Regions from separate parts of the Zea mays genome. Here regions 1 and 3 are each linked to region 2. Evidence: chromatin contacts called from public Hi-C data. All regions are on one chromosome and are shown on one strand. Each heading gives the region's core, a stretch centred on a gene start, on an enhancer-like site or on the middle of the called end of the contact. The rest is flanking DNA. Distances are from core to core; before and after follow the strand shown.

The links. Hi-C and Micro-C count contacts between places; a contact is called where the count stands out from the background.
Region 1: a Hi-C map of ear shows a contact between it and region 2, with 2.0 times the contacts expected there. The contact joins the promoter of LOC103632829 here to the promoter of LOC100191489 in region 2. A contact is called at or near these places in 2 of 25 Hi-C or Micro-C datasets (ear and tassel).
Region 3: a Hi-C map of tassel shows a contact between it and region 2, with 6 times the contacts expected there. The contact joins the promoter of LOC100272958 here to the promoter of LOC100191489 in region 2. A contact is called at or near these places in 4 of 25 Hi-C or Micro-C datasets (bundle sheath, ear, leaf and 1 more).

Annotation. Positions count from the first base shown.
Region 1 is chr7:127,983,950-127,987,615 of Zm-B73-REFERENCE-NAM-5.0, forward strand. LOC103632829 (protein Brevis radix-like 1) reads left to right here and starts at 1,598. Exons shown (of 7, transcript XM_035961033.1): 1 at 1,598-2,106; 2 at 2,264-2,655. The coding sequence starts at 1,954.
Region 2 is chr7:127,854,456-127,858,249 of Zm-B73-REFERENCE-NAM-5.0, forward strand. LOC100191489 reads right to left here and starts at 1,497. Exons shown (of 6, transcript NM_001136921.1): 1 at 849-1,497. The coding sequence starts at 1,294.
Region 3 is chr7:128,021,221-128,025,114 of Zm-B73-REFERENCE-NAM-5.0, forward strand. LOC100272958 (Plant viral-response family protein-like) reads right to left here and starts at 1,860. Exons shown (of 1, transcript NM_001147410.1): 1 at 645-1,860. The coding sequence starts at 1,783. The coding sequence ends at 827.

The DNA of each region.
Region 1 (3,666 bases), core at 348-2,847, 130 kb after region 2:
TCGCTCAACTATTAGCAGCTCCACGACGGGAAAAGGCAGCTATTTAGTTGGTTGGGAGACAGCACGAGCCCCACCACCCCGCCGGCTCCGGTTCGATGCCACCGCCGGCCCGCCCTCGCACATGTGCCCCTCGACGCTCCACTCACGCGAGGGTGTACGACGGTATTTCCTTCGGGGCCGTGCTTTCGCAACGAAGAATGGCACTATGCGGACGAGCAGAGACGAGGACCGAGGTGAAACCAGACAAAAAGGGGTGGGGAGTGGGACACTGCCGCCGTGATCATTCATCCGGACGGCCGACCGCGAACTTTTTTTTTGCTATACTGTTCATCTCCTACCGCTGGCGCTACTGCTACCTCAATCGGCAACTATGAAACGGTCTAGTCTTACGAGTTCTTTTGAAGCTTTACGGAACAGTCGAGCCACGGCAAACTTGAGCTTTCTTCTTCCCCTCGAACAGTCCAGCCTGAGGCTGTCCGCACTCGTGGAACTCTAAATTTCTACTCTAAAAAGAATATTCTATCCTGATCAGCAACATTCTCTACTCTACCACACAATCCTCCGCAGTCATATTTACCCTAAATCTATACCCTATACCAACTACCACATATTCTATCATTTTTTTATACACACATGCGGCCACTTCATCCACTTGCTCGGCTGCGTGTGTCATGCCGCGGGTCCCACAGATACTGTAAAGCGCGTCCAAACCGCATAGCGCAGACAGCCGTACGAGCGCTCGATTTAGCGTTTTTTCTCCGTGCGTTAAAATAGGGTAATATTTACCGTACTCCACTGCGGCAACTTTTCCTACGCTATCTCGATACAGCTCTACCTGGAGCGCGCGACTGCGGGCAGCCTCACTCCTTCCAGGAACTCTACCTACCCCACCCACGGCTTTGCAGGACAGCAGGAGCACCTGCACGCTGCGCGAGTGAGGCTGGTGCCAACGCAGGCTGCAAGACGGGCGGCACGGCGCTCCTCTCGCCCGACCGAAGGCGAGAGCCAGGCGAGAGAGCGTTTCCGGGCGACGCCGTCCGCGCCCGGCGAGAGCAGGCGAAACCGCCTCGCTCTCGCCCGCGCTGGAGCGCGCGCCCGGGCGAGAGACGGGCGAGAGGCAGGCGGTGAGGCGGGCTACGCACTGGCGCGGGCGGCGTGCGGGCGAGAGTGTGGGGCGAGAGCGAGGTGGCGGCTTCCGATTGGTTCTGCTGGCCACATCAGCGCCACGTGTGATAACCGTTTTTTACCGTTTGGACTCCAAAAAATTTGAAAAAAATACAAAAAAATCACAAATTTCATCTATAAATTATTATGCACTTTGTAGTTTTTAATATAATAAAAAGTATTATGTTGTGTGATTTCTAAGCGTTAAAATAAATCCGCGTGAATTACTTAATTCTGAAATAGAAAAGTTGATGTGGCTATAGCCTGAGGCTGTAGCCTGCTGCAGTCTGTGCACTGGAGCAGCAGGGGCGAGAGTGGAGGCGAGAGCTGATGTGGCAGGGGCGAGAGGAGGCTGTGCACTGGACTCAGCCTGATAAGGCCTTCCGATCCAGACTGACAGACGCTGCACACACGGGCAGCGGCGCTGGGCCCGCCGCCCGCCGCAGAGGTGTCAGTGAACTTTGCACCGATCATTTAAAAGGCCCAGCCGCAAATAAATAAAACTCCACTCGCTCCTCGAGCCTCCTGCCTGCCATCAACGCCAGATCCTAGCCCGCCATTAATGCCGTTAACCCGAGCTCGAGATCGGAGGCGGCGGCCCCGTGTTCGCGCCAGGAGTGGCCACCGTACGTGTGACACGCGCCGCCGCCGTTTATAAAAGCACACCGCCGCTCGCTCGCTCGCTCGCCCGCCCGCCCGCCACTACTCACTCGGCTCGGGTTCTGCTCTGCACCTCAGTACCTCACACTGTCACCGCGCTTCTGTGACCTGACGACCTTCGGCGGCAGGATGCTCACGTGCATCGCGTGCTCCAAGCAGCAGTTCGCCGGCGGCGGCCCGCCGCTGCACGAACCGCCGGAGGACGACGATGTAGTTGACGGAGGAGGCGGCGGCACGGCGACGCCCAGAACACGGCACGCCATCAAGGCGCTGACTGCCCAGGTGTGGCTCTCGACTTCTTGGGACAGCGTGCTTTGGTCTGGTCTGAATTTATCAGACCCTTTTCATGAGCCCTCGATTGGAGGCTGTAGAATCAGATCGGACGGGAACGGGATTCGGGCGTGCCGACTGACGGGACCTTTTTTTTCTGGGGGTTCAGATCAAGGACATGGCGCTCAAGGCGTCGGGCGCGTACAGGCACTGCAAGCCCTGCGCAGGCTCCTCGGCGGCGGCCTCGCGGCGGCACCACCCGTACCACCACCGCGGCGGCAGCGCCTTCGGGGGCTCCGACGCCGGCTCGGCCTCCGACCGCTTCCACTACGCGTACCGTCGCGCGGGCAGTTCGGCGGACGCCACGACGTCCATGAGCGTGCGCACGGACTTCCCTGCCGGCGACGGGGAGGACGACGAGGTGGCGTCAGAAGCCGCTGGCGGATGCGGTGGCAAGGACGACGACGCCAAGGAGTGGGTGGCGCAGGTGGAGCCCGGCGTGCTCATTACCTTCGTCTCACTGGCGCAAGGTGGCAACGATCTAAAACGTATTCGGTTCAGGTGCGTTCCTTTGGCTACTTGGGATGAAATTCTGCTTCGCAATTCGATTACTTGATCACAAATGATTCCGTTTGCTTTCTCCCTGTGAGAAAATTTGATCGAGATTTTTTTGTCACGCTGTGAATACAACAGTGTTTGGTGGTAAGTTTGGTAGAGCATTCAAGATGGCATTGTTACTTTTGTTAGCTTTTTCTGAACTAGCTGTTGCTAAGTTGCAAGCTGAGCAGTTGACCTGCGGTAAATGGTTAAATGACTCCATGTGAATCATAATCGGAACTGTAATTTCTTTAGCGTTTACTTGCTAGAGTGCTATACATAGGGATGTTTGTTTGGGATTATAATATGTCCGGATTATATAATCCAACAAATTTTATATAATCTGGCAGATTATAATTCTAAACAAACACCCCAATATTAAGTTCGTTAGTGTTCCTTGAGGACTGCACAATAGGGTTGTTAAATTCTGGGGCTAATCTAGCTTGTCTCCACTTATAAATTTCTCTAAATGATGGCTCATGCTTTAGTTTCCGATCAAAATGGCTAAATTCCCATGTCCCATTTAGCATTCCATTTGTCCGTCTGTTTTTCTTCTTTTCTGTGTGGCTCAAAAGCTTTTGAATAACAATCGAAATCTCAATAAAACCTTTAAAGACAAGCCATGCATAGAAATGAAAACTTCTTATCAGAAAAGATCACCATTAAATGAGTGTAGTGCAGATTGGATTTGAGGATGTAGTATGAAAAGGATGTCATCCCCTTGAAAGGAGTCAGCCGAATAGCAACGTAGAGGCTCCAGTTCATTAAAATAAGTACGAGGCATGTCGACTACACTTCTCACTCCTATGCAACCTCATTACTTTACCCCTTAATGACACGTCTCACATGCCAATCTGTGTGCAGCGTGGCTTCTTACACTGTTTTGCCATTCCTTCCATCGTCCACATAGTAAATCCCTTATATAACAGGGTTTTACTATTTGGTAAATATGCAAGAGGAACAACCTGGCATATT
Region 2 (3,794 bases), core at 247-2,746:
GGACATAAAAACAGTTCCCATGTGAGTAAGGATGAGAGAGAAATAGTAAGTGGGAAGCAAATAGTACAAGAAAAGTCTGGGTGTTTTTAGTTTCACAAGACACCAGCTCCATGCAGGTCCAAAGTGCACATAGTTGCGCACTTTAAAGTTCCACTGGTGATACTAACAAAAATCTCAACGCCCTCTCTCTCAAAAAAAAAAAACACCGCATCAATTCAAGACAGCAGTAAGACGTTCTTGCTGCTACATTTCAGGTCTTGAGAAGGCACATAGCTAAAAGATAGATTGGGACCAAACAGGCCACCAACCTACTCACCAAGCACAAGCCAAAATCAAATATAAGAAACTTTTGGACCCTTGCATAAGAACAAAAAAAGATAAAACATAGAGGAATTATCATTGCCGAGATCCCAGTGAGAACTCTTTCCCTGAGATAGCTCCACGGCTCTCAAAAGAAGAATTTCCTTAAAACTTAAAAGACATCTCAAAGTCTCATACGAATTAAAATCTTGAATACAAATATATAAAAGACCAGGCCGATTGACTATCAATGGCATTTACGAAAAAAATAGAAAGTACATAATAGAGTAACGTTGGACTGTTCCGAGCAACATTAGCAAAACATTGAACCTGTATTTTCTAAAGACAACATCAACGACCAAAAGTAAACTTAAAGAACAAGTGATGTAATAAGCAACAAACATTCAATTGATAAGTCCAACCAACCAAAAACCAAACAAACTTTCATAAACCAGACACAACTGCAGTGGTAGTTACAATAAAAATTCACGAGGACTACTGTGATTCCGGAAACGAAAACAAAACAAAAATGAAGGAGGAGAAAGCACCTCTTGTATACGTCACCAAATGTGCCGCCCCATAGCCGCTTGCGGAAGAGCCCCTCGGCGCAGTGGTGCCCCTCCCATAACTCCAGGCCCCCGGTGACGATGCCCGGGACGAAGACGACGGGGTGCTTAACTCGCAGCCCCTCCTTCTGCAGCTTGACCCCGGGCGGGTCCGGGAGCGGCCCCGTGATGGCCTCGGTGACATACTGCGGGAACGAGGCCGGCATCGCGTTGTATAGAAAGAGCAGCAGCCACCAGGCGGAGCACACGCACCCGACCAGCCAGCAGCAGCTGTCCACGCACGACCACTTGGCCTTGGTCCGCTTCGTGGGCTCCTTGGACGGCGACCCGGAGGATGAGGACGGCTTCTTCCCCTTGTCGTTGTCGTCGTGGTCGGACTCGTCACCGTCAGAGGGCGGCAGCGGCTTTCGCCGCCGCAAGAATGACATGGCGCGCGGCGGCGGTGGGTCCGACGGCGGCTAACTGCGCGGGCACACCTGCATCCCGGGCCGCTGCTGCGGCGGCGGCGGCGTCCGGTAGAAAACCCTAGGCGTCGGAGGAAGCGAGGCGGGCAGGTCGAGGGGCCGTCGACCGGTCGACCCGTCGTGGCTTGGCTCCGGCTTCGTGGGGTTCGCGCTTGTGAGGTCGCGCGAGAGGGAGAGAAGAGGCTGGGGGACACCGCCGCGCCACAGGTCCACAACGATCGCTCCCATGCGCCCGGTGCACGTAGGCGGGTACAACGCTCGACTGAATCGTGAAGCCAGATATGTGCGGCTGATCTGTGGGGCAGTGGGATCGGCAGCGGTAGGTGCAGGAGGACTCCGTTCATGGAATGCGGTGAGACGAGGTGGGGGCTGAGAGGTGGCTGGCTCAACTGACGGCAGGGAAGGATGGGTTCAACGCTTCGTGGGGCCAGACTGGCAGAGGTAGACCATGTCGGTTACCACCATTATATGGTTCGGTTATTTCTATTGTGAGACTTGTTCGTTTAGCTCTCAATGAATTGAGTTAGATTGGATGGATTTAAATAACAAGTAAGTTAAGAATCTATTTGGTTAGGCTGTGGCTGTGAAAAAAGTTATTATGAGCTGTGGAAAAAGCTGGTGTAGGCTATGAGCTGTTAAAAAGTTAAAAACAGTTTGGTGGAAACCACTAAAAGTCGTTAAAAGTTCTTCGATATATGTTTTCACAGTTCCATCCAAAAGCCACTAAAAGCAGGTCCAAGGGTGCTTTCAGTTTTACACTGCAAGTCGGCTTTTAGAAAAAGCTGCTTCCTGGATCCAGCCCTTTAATTGGTTTTTGGTTTTTAGGGGGCAAAAGCCAAACTAAACACACCCTAAATTTCTTTATAATTTTTTTAATACTATCCAATCTATAAATAACGGGATTAACCAAATAAAGTCTCATATAGATTGGATGAGTTAGAAAAGTTTATAAAAGATTTTTAATTTGTTTGGTATTTAAATCCATTTAATTCAGAGTAAAATGAATAAGCCCTAATGTGATTTGATCAGCGGTAAGCCTACAGCTGAAACGTTTTTTTTTCTTTTATCTCTCTCACCCGCTATTGAATGGGAACATTTTTTTTCTCGACGCAGGAGAACGGCACCCCATATATTAAGAAGAATTGAACGCGAACATATCCAATACAATTTTATACTACCACTATATTTTTATATTTAATGCTAAATGGTACAAAAATAAACTATAAAACGTTAAATAAAAAATAGAGGAAGTATTTTTTGGAATTAGTACGATTAAGCATTTTACATTATTAATTATAAATCATGCGGTGACAACATTTTATAAACAATCTCTTATTTATGTTTCGACGTAAATATCACATGCTTACATTATTTTAAGACATTATAAAATAGACTAGTATAATGATCGCGAATTATGACGGCACATAGAGATGAAAACGGTCGGAAACGGTCGGTAAACACTAAAACCATTATCGTTTTCATATTTTTTATCGGAAACGAAATCGAAAACGGTAACTCCAGAAACGGAAACGATATCGGTATTTCGGAAACATCGGAAACAAAAGTCGGTACGGAAAACACATCGGTAACGGTCGAAATCTAAAATACGATCGGTAAACATATCAAACTTCACAATACAACAAAGTTGACAAAAGATCACAATGACCACAAGTTCACAATTCATGATATAACAAATTCACAATATAACAAGTTCACAAGGATCACAAATTTATAATATAAAAAGTTTACAAAAATCACAAGTTCACAATATAACAAGTTCACAGTATAACAAGTTCATAAAGATCACAAGTTCACAGACTCAAAGTTCACAATTCACAATATCCACTCGATTTAGCTGACATGGCATGCTTACTCATGAAATATTTTTTCCTCACATAAAGAGTTTTTTCACAGCCTCACAGGAAAGCCCTAAAATCTAGTGTGTGGAAAAGACAGACTGTCAACTCTCTATCATTATATATTACTAATACATAACATGCGCTTAGAAAAGGGTGGATTTGTTTGAGAGACCAAATGATTAATCTCAACTGCCTTCCAACACCATCTATCCCAAAAAATCTTTAAACGTCCAAAAAATACAAAAATAAGTAATCCTTATCCAGAGACATACAGGCGATGCGGAAAAATCACATGCTGGAAAATTCCGAAAAAAATTCTGAGACACAATTAGCACAAACTTTCCAGATTTCAAACATCACCACATCGGTAAGCAATCATCCATGAACCATGATCCATTCATCCATCCATCAGAAAAGAAATCAGTACTTCGGGGCTAATAGAAGAAATGGAGAAATGGAGTCTGCTCACCTTCTTTGGTCACCATCCGAGTTCGTTGGCACATGAGAATCCATGGTCGTCACTGTCATCCTAGGCTCCTAGTAGTCAGCGATGCTCTCATCCCTGGTGAAGTCGCTAGTGTGCCATGCTAGTGCAGTTGTCCAGT
Region 3 (3,894 bases), core at 610-3,109, 170 kb after region 2:
ACTACTCGAAAGAGCTCAACTAAACAAAGGTATCGGTATCCATCATCCCACGTAGTATGTTTGTGTTACATTTCGGCGAATCAAACACCGTCTTAAACGGTAATGACGACTGATGTGGACGTCTGCACTGACCGATAGACGGAGGATCCCGCGGGTTTTCCTTCGCATCCTTCTGACCTTCTGGAATGGAACTGGACATTGCCCTATTTTTTTTTCTTATTTACTTTCAGCATGTGAATTCATGGGAAAGGTAGCAGTCATCGGTTTGCTTGAATTCCATCCATCATGCGGCGAGACATGCCAAATTCCTGTGCTCGATCTGTGTGGCTCAGCTTTCTTGTCCGGGAAGATTGCCAGGTGGAACTGCTGTTTTTTTAGCTCGAACACGTTGCACAAGGAGAGATTTTTTTTTACAGCCGGATAACACAGGTTTTCTTGATCATTATTTGTCAACTCAAATCGTTTGCGATTACAGTGGATTGCCGTTGTTGGCTTGTTGCGGGCTTAATTATAAAGAGAACTGCAGGCATAAAGCCAGTCCATGCAGGCATACAGCCTAGCGATCGCAGCAGTCAATGGTCAACGCCTGACACTATTGAATTAGCGTGGTGACAACTGACAAGTAGGATAAGATGGCTTCAGGTAGGATAAATATAGGATTCTTTTAATCCACAAGTGTCACTGTGTCACAAACTATAAACATTACAACCTCCCTAGAGAATATTTGCATGTTTTAATTTCACCAATAAACAAAAACGTTCAAGTCAAATTACACTATAACCACGCAACAACATGCTAACCTTTTGTACGGTGCTACGCACGACCCTCACCTCTCGATTTCGACAGGCCTCGTGCCGCTAACCACGTGTCCGAAACCGCCACGTTTTGCGGCCTCGACGTCGTCCTCATCGTCGTGATCATCATCTCCGATGCTGAACCGGCCATCGCTGCCGCTGCCGCCTCCCTTCACCAGCGGCAGGTACTGCGGCTCCTCGGGGTAGAGCTTCGCCATCTGGAGGTAGAACAGGACGACGAACACCACCGTGCCGGTGAGGTACCAGCTGAACTGGAGGTTGACGAGCGACTTGGCGCGGTCGAGCGCGTCGTCAGTGCGGCACCGGACGACGTCGTGCCCTTCCTCGAAGTTGAGGAAGCAGCCCTTGGGTATGAGCGCCGGCGTCCACAGCATGACGCCCATGACGACGAACCAGACGCCCTGGAACACGAGGCTGGCGGACCGGACCAGGCTCACCGCGAAGCTCCGCGGGTAGGGGATACCCAGCAGCGTGGTCGCGAGCGTGACGGCGATGGCCGTCTGCAGCAGCCAGTGGAACTGCCCCTCCACGCCCATGTGGTCCGCCGAGTGGAGGTGGAAGATGAGCAGCTGCTGCGCGAACGCCGCGGCGGCCACGAGCTGCGACACGGCGTCCCGCATGGGCGCCCTCGCCCTGTCCAGGTGGATGGTCACCGCCGCGAAGACGAGCAGCGCCAGCGAGATGGACGCGTGCTCGAAGTTGTGGAGGTGGTCGGACGGGATGGTGCCGTCGTCGTCGAACGGCTGGTGCTTCGCGGGGCCGATGACAAGCTCCATCAGGATGGACAGCACCGTGCCGATGATTATGAGTATGAGCTCCAGGTGCCGCACGCCCGGCACCGGGAACCAGACCGGGGCAGAGTACGAGCTCGGCCGCAGCAGGAACAGGCGGGTGTGGCTGAACAGCTGCCACAGGCCGATGAGGAGGAAGCCGGCGCCCGGCGCGACGTGCCCGACGAGGGTGCCCATGGCGTGTGCCGCCGCGCTGTGCCTTTTGCGTGCGACTGCGGAAGTGGACGACAGGGGAAGAAGTTGGTGGTGGCGTGTGGAGAGGGGAGGTTTGAAGGTTGATGGGCGAATATTGTGGGGGTTTAAGAAGGTCTGCAGGGTGTCTGGAGTGTTCGGAAGGTTTGAAGAGCACATTCGGATTTGAAACGTCTTTTGCATGTGTGTTCATCAGCAGTGATGTTGTAGCGTTGAAAGCTGGTCGCCAGGTGATTTGTTCTTAGTTTTGTTTCGCTTGCTTGTCATGGCTTCCGATTGAATATGTAGCTCCAAGTTTCTTATCTTTTCCATTGATATGCTAAATATTTTTTATTTAAGATTGTCGCGGATAACACTCTTTTGGATATCACTAACTACTGCTCCGGTTATTATATTCTTTCGAAAATGCTTCACGAACTAAAGAATCATAAGCCATCACATGACCTTGGTCATACTCATACCTATGTCTATCACTGAGGTTGCACGTGTAGCAGCATTCTCTTTCTTTGTTATTTGAGAATATTCTGAAATGTTTATCTGAATTCACTTATCTGAACACTGTAAGGCTGTGAATAAAAGGGATTAAACCATATTAATTCTAACTTTTACCCTCATTTTTTTTGTTGCGGTGGAAGAAGAGTAATGTCAGGAGAATGGTACATGGCATTTTGGTTTTCTTGTGAGTCGTTTAATAAAATTTGAACACTTTAGTTTTTGTAATTAAACATGATAGAGACTGAACTTTTATCTCTAGACTAAAGAAGCCAAACATACCTTATTTTTTTATCATCATTTATATATCGATATCTAACATTAAAGATTGAAGCGTTCTAATACATTTTTTATTTTAATATATTCGTCCATGCATAAATAAAAATTTTCATCCAATCCAGACCTTGTTTGGTAAGACTCTTCCTCAAGGGTTCGTCCAAAATAGCTCTGACTACTCCGTTTTTCACTGGAAGATGGATCCAAACATCTTTTTCTACTAAACCGTTTGGTAAAGTTTCCTCAAATCGATACTCTGACTTTAGTTGGTATTCCTTTCATACAAACCAACAAATCTATGTCTTTATTATTTATCAAAGAGAAAAAAAGAACAGAAAAACAAAAAAAAAATGGAACGTATAAACGAGAGATGAGAAAAATGGAAGTAAAAAACAAAACAAAATTAAAATACAGACATAAATAAAATAAAACACGGGCTAAAGACATAAAGCGAAAAAAAAGAATATAATGGAGAAAAAAATTACAGACGGGCAAAAACGTGAAAAAATGACTATGCAGAGCAAAGGGGCTCACAGCAAAACATACGTCTCCAGAATCATTTATAGTGTGTTTGATTTAAGGAATGAAGTGATCCATCTTCTTCTCACTGCTCACTTTTTTATTTGGTTTGTGGAATAGAATGGATTGATCCATCACCACTTTATTTCTCATAAGCTAATAATTAGTATATAGATGAGGAGTGTGTTGATTCCACCAAAATTGATGGAATGAACTTATGATTCATCACCTCATGAGGTATAGAGTGATTCCACAAACCAAACACACTATGAGTTCTGCCATACATCTTGGAAAATCTTTGATTAACAGAGACGGTCGCCATACATCTCAATAAATAAAACTTTAAAGGTGAACACAGCTGGCATTAAGTTCTGCACGCATACTTTTTGCTAGTATATACTTATAAAATAATATAATAAAAGGCATGTGTTTAACTGTTTTTTGTCAAGTAGTATTAGGATGACCGTTCGCCGCTACTGCCCAAATGGTCAACGTTTGATGTTTCTCAGTGTTTTCTTTCCTATAAAAAAATGGTGTGGTCTAGTTATGACTTATGTCCAGTAGGGGTAACGTGTCTGATGAAAGAAATATACGGCAAGGACTTAAGGACAAAAAGTATAGTACATACTTTAATACAGTAGTTTGGATATATATACGTACGATGTTTAGGAAAGAACAATACAGTTACTACTGTTTGGCTCTGGTTGCGGTGAACAATGATATATACTTTCTATGTTACTGTTTGGCTCCCAGCCATGATGAAAGACCAACCTAGTTGACTAGATTTCATCTTATTAGGACATGTACAA